Linked DNA regions of Pan troglodytes: region 2 is linked to region 1. A link is a contact called in public Hi-C data. All regions are on one chromosome and are shown on one strand. Each heading gives the region's core, a stretch centred on a gene start, on an enhancer-like site or on the middle of the called end of the contact. The rest is flanking DNA. Distances are from core to core; before and after follow the strand shown. Region 1 overlaps SPIRE1 (spire type actin nucleation factor 1). Region 2 holds the start of PRELID3A (PRELI domain containing 3A).

Region 1 (5,140 bases), core at 1,894-4,393:
ATCATAAATGTTATTTGGCATGATACCAGGGGACGCAACTGGGAGTTAGAGAAGCCTATGGCAGTACAGTTGTAAGTTTCCACAATAAACTGCAAAACTCTCCCTTCTTCTATTAGAATGTAACAAATTGACACACTGAATTGCCAAAAAGATAATCTACAGAACTTAACTCTTACACTGTCTCCTATAAAAGGATCAACTTACATGTGTTTGGAATTTTCTTATTTGTCTATCCAGGGATCACATGATAATCACATCTTATTTTTTTTCTGTTCAAACATGACATATTATTAGAATGATCTTAGTTATGTAAAAGAAGTAACATACAGAGAAACATTTTCTAGGTTCAATATCAAATAAATATTTGGCTCACTCTCTTAAGAAATCAATATTCCTAACCTACAAGGATAGCACAAGGTAATGTAACAGAGTGAGTCATTTCTAATTTTATTCCTGTTTAGAAAGATGGTGAAATAAGGAAGGTAATTGGTATTTCTCTTACGACTGTTAAATTTATCTTTTCATCAATTACAAAATACCTTACCTCTTACAGAACTGACAGGTATAAGACCAAGTGAAGAAGGAAAACCTCCTGGTTCGGCAACAAAAGCAGAGCTAAAAAATACAAATTTAAGAGGAAAAAAAAACATTGCCAACAGCAAATTTCCTAATATCCATGTTTGAATATGCTTTACATCTATATATAGGGGAAGCTGAACAGACAAGAGGAGGAAGACAATTCAGAAATCCTGTTTATAACAGCTGGCTCTGTGATGCTGATAATGTAGCTCTGTATTTAATTGTAATTCTATTTTAAAAGGTAATAAAAGGCCACAGCTCTTAAGTGTCTCCTCATCATGGAAGGAATCTGCAGAAGGTTCTGAAAAACCCTCCTCTGTTTCTCAGATACATTTTTTTTTTTTTTATGAGATGGAGTCTCACTGTTTCGCCTAGGGTGGAGTGCAATGGCACGATCTTGGCTCACTGCAAGCTCTGCCTCCTGGGTTCACGCCATTCTCCTGCCTCAGCCTCCTGAGTAGCTGGGACTACAGGCACCTGCTACCAGGCCTGGCTAATTTTTTGGTATCTTTAGTAGAGATGGGGTTTCACTGTGTTAGCCAGGATGGTCTCGATCTCCTGACCTTGTGATCCGCCTGCCTAGGCCGCCCAAAGTGCTGGGATTACAGGCGTGAGCCACGGCACCCGGCCTTCTCAGATACATTTTCTTTACAGATCCTTTAAAAGTGTAATGACTAAATGCACACATGGCTTTTTTATTTTTTTTGAGACGGAGTCTCACTATGTCACCAGGCTGGAGTGCAGTGGCGCAATCTCAGCTCACTGCAACCTCCACCTCCTGGGTTCAAGTGATTCTCCCACCTCAGCCTCCCGAGTAGCTGGGATTACAGGCACACACCACCACGCCCAGCTAATTTTTGCATTTTTAGTAGAGACAGGGTTTCACCATGTTGGCCAGGATGGTCTTGATATCCCAACCTCGTGATCTGCCCGCCTCAGCTTCCCGAAGTGCTGGGATTACAAGCATGAGCCACCATGCCTGGCCACATGCATGGTTTTAGGAAGACATATCGATATTTGTTATGGTTGCTTGAAAACCTTCCAGTTTTGATTTCTAAGGCAGAAACAAAAATGCCCCCTCTTGTGAACGAGACAGCACATGTACTGTCTACTAGGATATGAACATCACACATCCCAAATCCCCTCAAAGTCTGTGCCACCTGGCTAGCAGATAACTCTCCCAGGAGACTATGCATGGGACTGGCCATCCTTCTACTCTTCTGATCAATCAACTTTAAACAGCACTACCTTTCCTTTTTTCAAGGCGGTGTAGATGTCTTTATACTGTTGGTATTTTTCCAGCTCTGCCTTCACCAGGACCTGGCGAATATGCATCACTTCTTCCACAGTAAGAGCGAGGCATTCCACTGGGTAGCAGAATTCCTCCTGAAATTCAAAATGTCACGTGAATAAGAGATTCCTACCCCCTGTTCTGGAAGTGCAAAATTTCCCTTCAGATCAGACACCTGATTAGTAGCTTCAGAGAAGAAAACAGGTTTCCCAATGACCACTGGGGCAGAGCTGGCTCCCTCTGGGGACCACATCATTTCCAATTACACTAAGACTAAAGATGGCAGAAAACATGTGGGGACCAAGTGATCTACTGAAATTTCCAATAAATGAAAGTTCCTCACGTTTGCTCAGGTATTTTGACTCAAGTAACTCTATTCCGTTAAGCAGGGCTATATTGAAATATTTCAAGCAGGGCTTGAAATCTTGAAAAAAATTTTATTCTAAACCAATTTTGTGTCAGTTTTCTTCTACACTTATGAAAAAGACATTACTTAGTGTTGTGTTGTACATTATATACCAATAGATAAAAAGCAAATCTACAGTGGTCCTTTTTTTTTTTCCACAACAGGGTCTCATTCTGTCACCCAGGCTGGAGGGCGGTGATGCGATCATGGGTCACTGCAGCCTTGACTTCCTGGGCTCAAGTGATCCTCCCACCTCAGCCTCCCAAGTAGCTGGGACTACAGGTGCATGCCACCATGCCCAGCTAATTTTTTTGTATTTTTTGCAGAGATGGGGTTTCACCATGTTGCCCAGGCTGGTCTTGAACTTCTGGGCTCAAGTGATCTGCCCACTTCGGCCTCCCAAAGTGCTGGGATTACAGGCGTGAGCCACCATGCCTAGCCTGGCCCTGTTTTTAAAACTCATTTGTGGTACCCAGAATAGCCAAAAGAAGATGGTTAGTAATTTTTACTGACAAGCATTATTTAGTGATCAGTTACATCAGCACACCTTTACAAATCCTAATGGTACGAGTGGAACTGGAACACGAAACTACTTGAGCATTTATATCCAAAAGGCAGTCTCTCCAGGCTGCCCCACAGTTCTCTAGATTTGTTGTTACTTTCAACAAATGCTAAATGTATAGTCAGCACTGGAAAGACTAGAGAAATGTAAAAGATTTCATAATAAATATTTATGTTGGCTGTCTTGTGTTAATGGTTTCCCTACAAGCAGCTGCGGAAGATGTTGATGTAACTGATCTCATTGAATAAGAGCCTCACACCCATCCGCTCCCCATCCGGCCCCGCACTTGATTGGTGGATCTCAGAGAAAGACAGAACAGTCTTGTGCATTCGGACCCTGCCAGGCTGCAAGGGGCCATTGTGGTGCAGTGACACTGAAACTGAATGTTCTCAGCACAAACACATTATAATTCACTCCCACACACACACAACAGCATCGCTCACAGGCACTCAGGAATCCAACACGCCAGTGAGAAAGCACATGACTATGAATGCAGTCAGTTTATGGAGTTTTAACAATCAGTTCTGTCTTTCAATCAGAGAAAAACAAAAATCAATCTAGGCTGCAAACTTGTCAAACATTAGCATTTTACTTAAAAAAGTAGTCTGAAGAACTACTGCTTCTTACTAAAAATCAATGCAAAACCATCTCTGTTCAAGCTAACTTAAGGAAGATTACATTTGCTTAAAAATGCTTTGGGAAAAATCCTGCATTTGAATTTTTAACATGAGAAGCATAAGAGGACAGGGGGATGAGTTTACTCAGAAAGATTATATCATTTGCTCTAAGATGCCTAAAATATGCATTTAAAAAATTAACGATCACAGTTTTCTCTTTCAACAGGAACTACTTTCAGAGATGACAGAATTAAATCAGCGTGCTTGATACCTACTCTGTTTTGCTCCATCCTCAGAAAAAGAGTAGTGTTAGGTGGGAACGATAAACGGCCTTTTTGAGGGTTAGGCCATTAAAACTGTGCACTAAGTAAGTAGTGTTGGCTGAATACATCCGAATGATGGCATTTCTCAGCTTTTAATGTATTTCAGAAGTTTTGCTATTATTTTTATTCATCAGTGATGAGTATGAGTAGGGTATGCCTTCTGATGGCTAACGATATGACAAAATGGCTATGCTGCAACAAAATAATGTGGGAATCTAGCACATAACCAGGTAAACACTACTAGATTTATTACGTAGCAAATAACCAGATAGCCAGATTTGTTATTGTGTGTGCTAGCAAGACAGCAGATGGTACCAACTTAACTGACTTTATGATGTGGATAACTGGGCTGTAAACCCTTCAGGCAGATGGTGATTTTTTTCATTTGTAGGGATACGCTAGCATGGCACAACAGACCTGGCAGCTTGCACCTCCCTCTCTTCAGTCTTGAGTCACAAATGGGCTTAGTAAAGCATATTTTCAACTCACTGCTTTGACCCACATGAAAATCCAGTACTTCATGGGATATAATCGTTTTTCTTTCGTTTTGAGACAAGGTCTCGCTCTGTCACCCAGGCTGGAGCACAGTGGCATGATCTTGGCTCACCGCAACATCTGCCTCCCCGCAACCTCTGCCTCCCGGGTTCAAGTGATTCTTGTGCCTCAGCCCCCTGAGTAGCTGGGATTACAGGTGTGCACCACCACACCTAGCTAATTTTTGTGTAGAGATGGGGGTTCACCATGTTGGCCAGGCTGGTCTCGAACTCCTGTCCTCAAGTGATCTGCCAGCCTCAGCCTCTCAAAGTGCTGGGATCACAGGCATGAGCAACCGCGCCTGGCCATCATGAGATATAATTTAAAAATAGTAGATTTTTGTTTGCTTTCTTGTTCTTTTTTAAAAATTTTCAAGCAGATTACCCTTTAGTGAAATAATTTCCATCCAGTCAAATGCTAATGTTTTAATTTTGGAGACTTCCCAAGGACAACAAAACTTTAATGCAACATAAAAGAAAATGATAAATAGTTACTAAAATAGTTTTAATTATTTTTTTCAGTTTACAAAAATATTAATTCGACATCTCCAAAGCCAAATTAAACTTCCACAGATCTCGCAGAGCTATTAGCACTCTGGAATGTGGAGGGCACTCAAGGCCCCAGCTAGAGCGGGAGCCCTTCCCCACCACAGCACTGCCTGGGGCTCCCACTGCATGTGTTCGGCCCGTTTGAGTGGCCAGATGTGGCCGGGTAAAGAACCACACTAGCGCACCTCTAGTTCCCTTGCTTGCTCATGTGTCAATGGGACTCCCAGATTCAGGAAAGGGAAGCTAAATCTTAGAGCGCTTTAATGAAGACAACAATGTG
Region 2 (5,140 bases), core at 1,844-4,343, 48 kb before region 1:
GCAGTGAGCCGAGATCACACCACTGCACTGCAGCCTGGGTGGCAAAGCAAGACTCTGTCTCAAAACAAAAAAACAAACAAACAAACAACAGTGAAAGACAGAACTGGTAAGAAGAAATCAGATCTGCCTTAAATTTGGGATCTGCTAAAATAGTGGCTCTGTGATACATTGTAGCAAGTCAATGGATAGCCTCTGCCTTTAGGCAAAGCGATGAATATTAATCACGAAAGCTCCCCCAGTTTAAGCAATCTAGTAGGCAGAACCAAATTCGGCATATTGTAAGAGCTGTGGTCTTCCAGCCAGAATGCCTGGTTTCTGATTGCAGCTGTTACTTCCTAGCTGTGTGTTCTTGGAGAAGTTACTTGATCCTCCTGTGCCTCAGTCCCCTTGACAGTAAAATGAAGATGATGGTAATAGTATCTGTCCATGACTAAATGAGTCACTCCACAGCCCAAGGCAAATGCTCCATCAGTGCTCAATATTATAATTGTGATCATGCTGGTGTTAAGCATCCAGGTTTGGGGTTAGGATCTATCTAGGAAATGATTCCTGACAAAGTTTTCAGAGATCCTGGAATCCGTTGATGAGGGTGGTTGCAGTGTCTCCTCTCTAGAATATTTTAGAAAAGAAAAGGCTAAGAGGCTGGACGGGGTGGCTCATGCCTGCAATCTCCGCACTTTGGGAGGCTGAGGAGTGTGGATCACTTGAGCCCAGGAATTTGAGACCAGCCTGGCCAACGTGGTGAAACCTTGTCTCTACTAAAAATACAAAAATTAACCCAGGATGGTGGTGCGTGACTGTAGTTCCAGCTACCTGGGAGGCTGATATGGGAAGATTGCTTGAGCCTGGAAGGCAGAGGTTGTAGTGAGCACTCCAGCTCGGGTGACAGAGTAAGAACAAGAAAAAGAAAGAAAGAAAGGAAAGAAAAGGAAGAGAGGGAGGGAGGGAGAAAGAAAGAGAGAGAAGGAAGGAAGGAAAGAAAGAAAAAGAGAGAAAGAAAAAGAAAAAGAAAGAAAGAAGAAAGAAAGAAAGAAAGAAAGAAAGAAAGAAAGAAAGAAAGAAAGAGAAAAGAAAAAAGAAAAAAAGATGCTAAGGGATAGTTATCTGGCTAGCCTTAGCTAGTGATAGAAGGAACGGATGTTCTAAAGATACTAGTAAACCGTAATGTCCACACATGGATGCATCTAATCCTTACCACACACCAGTGGGGTGGGCAGTATGATCCTCATTTGACAGGTAACAAGACGCACTTGATGAATGAATGTTCCACAGCTAGATCTGTTCCTACTCCTAGAGGATAACAAATGGCAAGACTGGACTTTGAAATCAGGATGTGGCTTTGAATTCTGGGTAGGCTAACTCCTAGATATGTTACCTGGAACAAGCGTGTTGCCTCATGTTTTTTCAATAGTGCTTGGCATACAAGAAGTGTTCAACAGCTGGCCCAGTGATAATCTAGAATCACTGCAGCACAGTGGGGAGGGGGAATCTTGTAACCTGGGTTCTCACCTCAGCGTGTGATCATGGGGTAGAGAGCTTTGAAACCTGCTTGAACTTCAGTTTACTCATTTGTAAAACGGGAAGAATAGCACCAACTTTGGAAGATCATCCTGAGCTTAACGCTGTAGGAGGTAGAGGTCAATGTGAGTGGACGGTGGAGCCAGGACTGTAGCCCAGGTCTTTCGGGTCATGCTGTGTGCTCTTCCACTTCCCTGCCTCACTGCACAAATGCGCTCCCCACGCCCACGGACGCCCCAGGGGCGCCAGGCGCTGCTCTAGGCTGAGACTCAGCCGACTCAGACAAGGGCCCTGCCCTCTCGCCCTATCTCATCCTGGAGAAGAGTACCCTCTTCTTAGAACAAGCATCTCACTTCCGTGCACTTCAACTTCGTTTGTGGCAGTGCAGGGTACTTTGCAAAGCTAAAAAGTAGTTTATGCGAAAGGGAGACTCTTTTTCCTTAGAGGATTTGCCAAGTTGTAATTACAAATTCTTTTTGAGATACACGTACATTTTTTTAAAGCTAAATAAGATTTCCCCCCAGTTTTATAACTCAAGAATGTATTTTCTCAAGGACTTGGGAGTCATCTCTTTGAAATGTCATCCCCGTCTCCCAGTTTTGTGGGAGGGTAGGAGCCCAGCTACCAGAGAGCACCTGGCTTCAAATTGTAAACCTACCTCCTGTCATAAAGGTATGAAAATTCATTTTTCCTTTGGATAAAGGCAATTAGCAAACGCAAACGGCCACTGCATTTACCAATGGCCACTCCATCATCAGGCGAATTTAGGATGAACTCTGCGACAAATGGTGTAGTGGAGTCCCCTCCCCGAAGGGCTGTCTCGTTTACCTCGGGAGCATGCGTGGGGTAGGTTGCATCCTCCCGGCTGTTTGATACAGGCTGAGATTTCTGTCTTTGCAGCCTATTTGGCGGATTGCTTGTGATGCACATCACATGCTGGTTTTGTTTTATTTTGTTTTGTTTTTTTTGAGACGGAGTCTCGCTCTGTTGCCCAGGCTGGAGTGCAGTGGCGCGATCTCGGCTCACTGCAAGCTCCGCCTCCGGGGTTCACGCCATTCTCCTGCCTCAGCCTCCCGAGCAGCTGGTACTACAGGCGCCCGCCACCAGGCCCGGCTAATTTTTTGTATTTTTAGTAGAGACGGGGTTTCACCGTGTTAGCCAGGATGGTCTTGATCTCCTGACCTCGTGATCCGCCCGCCTCGGCCTCCCAAAGTGCTGGGATTACAGGCGGGAGCCGCGCCCGGCCTCACATGCTGGTTTAATGTTTGTTCAAGACCCAAACTGCAGTGGAGTTTTGAGGGTTGGCAGGTTTGTTTTTCATCACACGTCCCCGACAGTATAAACCGGCGTAGCTGGACAGGGCCTTGGGAGAATTTGGACAGTGGGAGTAAGGACGAGCGTCGCCTCCTACGCCCGCGGCATCTGCAGCAAGCGCGCATCGCGCACCCCAGGGTAGCAGCGCAGGTCTGGGGCTGCGCCACAGCCGCGCCCGCAGAGCTATTTTTAGCCGCTGCAGCCAGCCTAGCCACCAGACGGGGTGGGCGGCATCCAAGGGCGCCCCGCCCATCGAGGCCCCGCCCACGCCGCGCCCGGAGCCGCGCGGCCCCGAAGCACCCGGCCCGGATCGCAGAGCCCGTGCCCTGCGCCGGCGGCAATGAAGATCTGGAGCTCGGAGCACGTGTTTGGGTGAGGCCGGGCTGAGGGCCGCGGTGGGGCCGTCCAGACGCCGGCTCCTGCTCCCGAGCCCGGCTGGAGCGGTCCAGGAAAGGCCGGACCTCACAGCGGGCCTCGCGGAGATCCCCGCCCCGCGCCGGCCGTTCCCAGACCGCAACTTCGGCGTCCCGGAGAGGGCACGCGCGCTTCCCCGGGACCGCGGTCTGGGCGAGGCTCTGCGCCGGGTACGGCCTCTCCCCCGGCGTGCGCAGGGGCCTGGCTGCAGGCACAGAGGCCCCGCTGGTGGTCGACAGCCAGGGCGGGGGCAGCCGGAGTGGGGGCGGCCGGGGCGGGGGCGGCCGGAGCCGGGGGGGCGGCCGGGGGCCTGGCGCTCGCTGCTCTCCTTGGGGTCGGGAGCCGGGCAGGGGAGAGGCCTGCAAGCTGGCGCCTTTGCTGAGATTGTCATAAACCTTCCGCGCGTTTCACGGAGGGCCCACGGCAGGCTGTGAGCTCTGGAGGAAGCTAAAGGGGCAGAAGGCATTTCGGGGGCCCTGGCCCTGAACTCACTTGTAGGCATGGAAGGCCCCCAAGCTAGCGTGGAAAACCTCGAACTGTTTAAAAATGCTCCCCCGGCACACGGATGGAAGTGGAGGTCATTATCTTAAGTGAAGCCAGGCCCAGAAAGACAAGTATCGCATGTTCCCACTCCTAAGTGGGTGCTTAAAATGTGTTCACATGGATGTAGAGAGTGGAACGTCAGATGATGGAGACTCTGAAGGGTGAGGGGGTGGGTGCAGGGAGGATAATGAGAATTGGTTAATGGATGCAAGACACCTTCCCGGGTAATGCATACCCTAGAAGTCCTGACTTGACCACTACGAAATTTATGCATGTAACGAAATTGCACATATACTCCATAAAATTGTGCAAATAAAAAGAAGAAAAAAGTGCCCTCCTAACCTAAGTGGTATCTTTTCCTTAAGTCAGTGATCTATGACACACTGAAATTATTCTTTAATGTTTATTTACAGCAACAAAGATTTTTTAATTATCTGACCTCACTTAAGCATTAAATGTTTTATTTTTGGGGGAAAAAAAGTACTGCGTGGAAGGAAATTGTCATCCTTTGACTCTTTTTATTTATTTTTTTCGAGACAGAGTCTCATTCTGTCACCCAGGCTGGGTTTTTTTTGTTTTTTGTTTTTTGTTTTTTTTTTTGAGACATAGGCTCGCTGGGTCACCCAGGTTGGAGTGCAATGGCGCAATCTTGGCTCACTGTAACCTCCCCCTCCTGGGTTCAAGTGATTCTCGTGCCTCAGCCTCCTGAGTAGCTGGGACTACAGGTGTGGGCCATCACGCCCGGCTAATTTTTGTATTTTTAGTAGAGACAGGGTTTCGCCATGTTGGCCAGGCTGGTCTCAAGCTCCTGACCTCAGGTGATCCACCCGCCTCGGCCTCCCAAAGTGCTGGGATTATAGGTGTGAGCCACCGTGACTGGCCTGACTTTAAACATGTAAAATTATAATAAAAGTATATCAAGTGGTTTCAAAACCTCTGAAATTATTTTTCATGAAGTCTTTAGACTTGATGGGATCTAATTTTTTGTATGGCTTGCAGTGTTTCTCAAGTGGGTTTCCATCAGCAACAAGGATGGGGGCATCACTGAGCCGTCTGGATGCTGTGGACAGTTAAGTCATTGCATACCAGGAGTGCCAGGCGGTTGGGGCTCAGTTTTCTCATGGAATGGCCGAGGTCTGCCCTAGAGGTTTGTGAAATGTCTGTGGACAAGCACAAATGAATAGCTAGCTGTGAAAAATCACAGTTGATGCTTTTGAAAATTGTTGCAGCTGCTAACTCCCATTTATTTTTTTTAAGCTTTACCGAAGTATACTTTACATACCATAAAATTATACACATTTTAAGTGTATAATTCATTAAGTTTTGCTAAGTATGACCATCACACACACAG

What was found. A called contact is a pair of places that touch in the nucleus more often than the background predicts.
Region 2: a contact with region 1 is called in a Hi-C map of stem cell-derived neural progenitor cells, with 2.0 times the contacts expected there. The contact joins the promoter of PRELID3A here to the enhancer-like site in region 1. A contact is called at or near these places in 1 of 7 Hi-C or Micro-C datasets (stem cell-derived neural progenitor cells) and 1 of 1 datasets of contacts at active chromatin or transcription factors (stem cell-derived excitatory neurons).

What each region holds. Positions count from the first base shown.
Region 1 is chr17:18,446,319-18,451,458 of NHGRI_mPanTro3-v2.0_pri, reverse strand. It overlaps SPIRE1 (spire type actin nucleation factor 1), which reads right to left. Exons shown (of 16, transcript XM_054671737.2): 12 at 1,828-1,965; 13 at 545-615. Among named protein-coding and RNA genes, the nearest start is that of PRELID3A, 47 kb to the left of the region's middle. Within about 2 kb of position 3,143, at least 12 of the 24 cell types and tissues checked have an H3K27ac peak or open chromatin away from gene starts, as enhancers often do. A contact at or near this core is called in stem cell-derived neural progenitor cells, where this site is marked.
Region 2 is chr17:18,494,187-18,499,326 of NHGRI_mPanTro3-v2.0_pri, reverse strand. PRELID3A (PRELI domain containing 3A) reads left to right here and starts at 3,093. Exons shown (of 7, transcript XM_063795926.1): 1 at 3,093-3,204. The coding sequence starts at 3,173.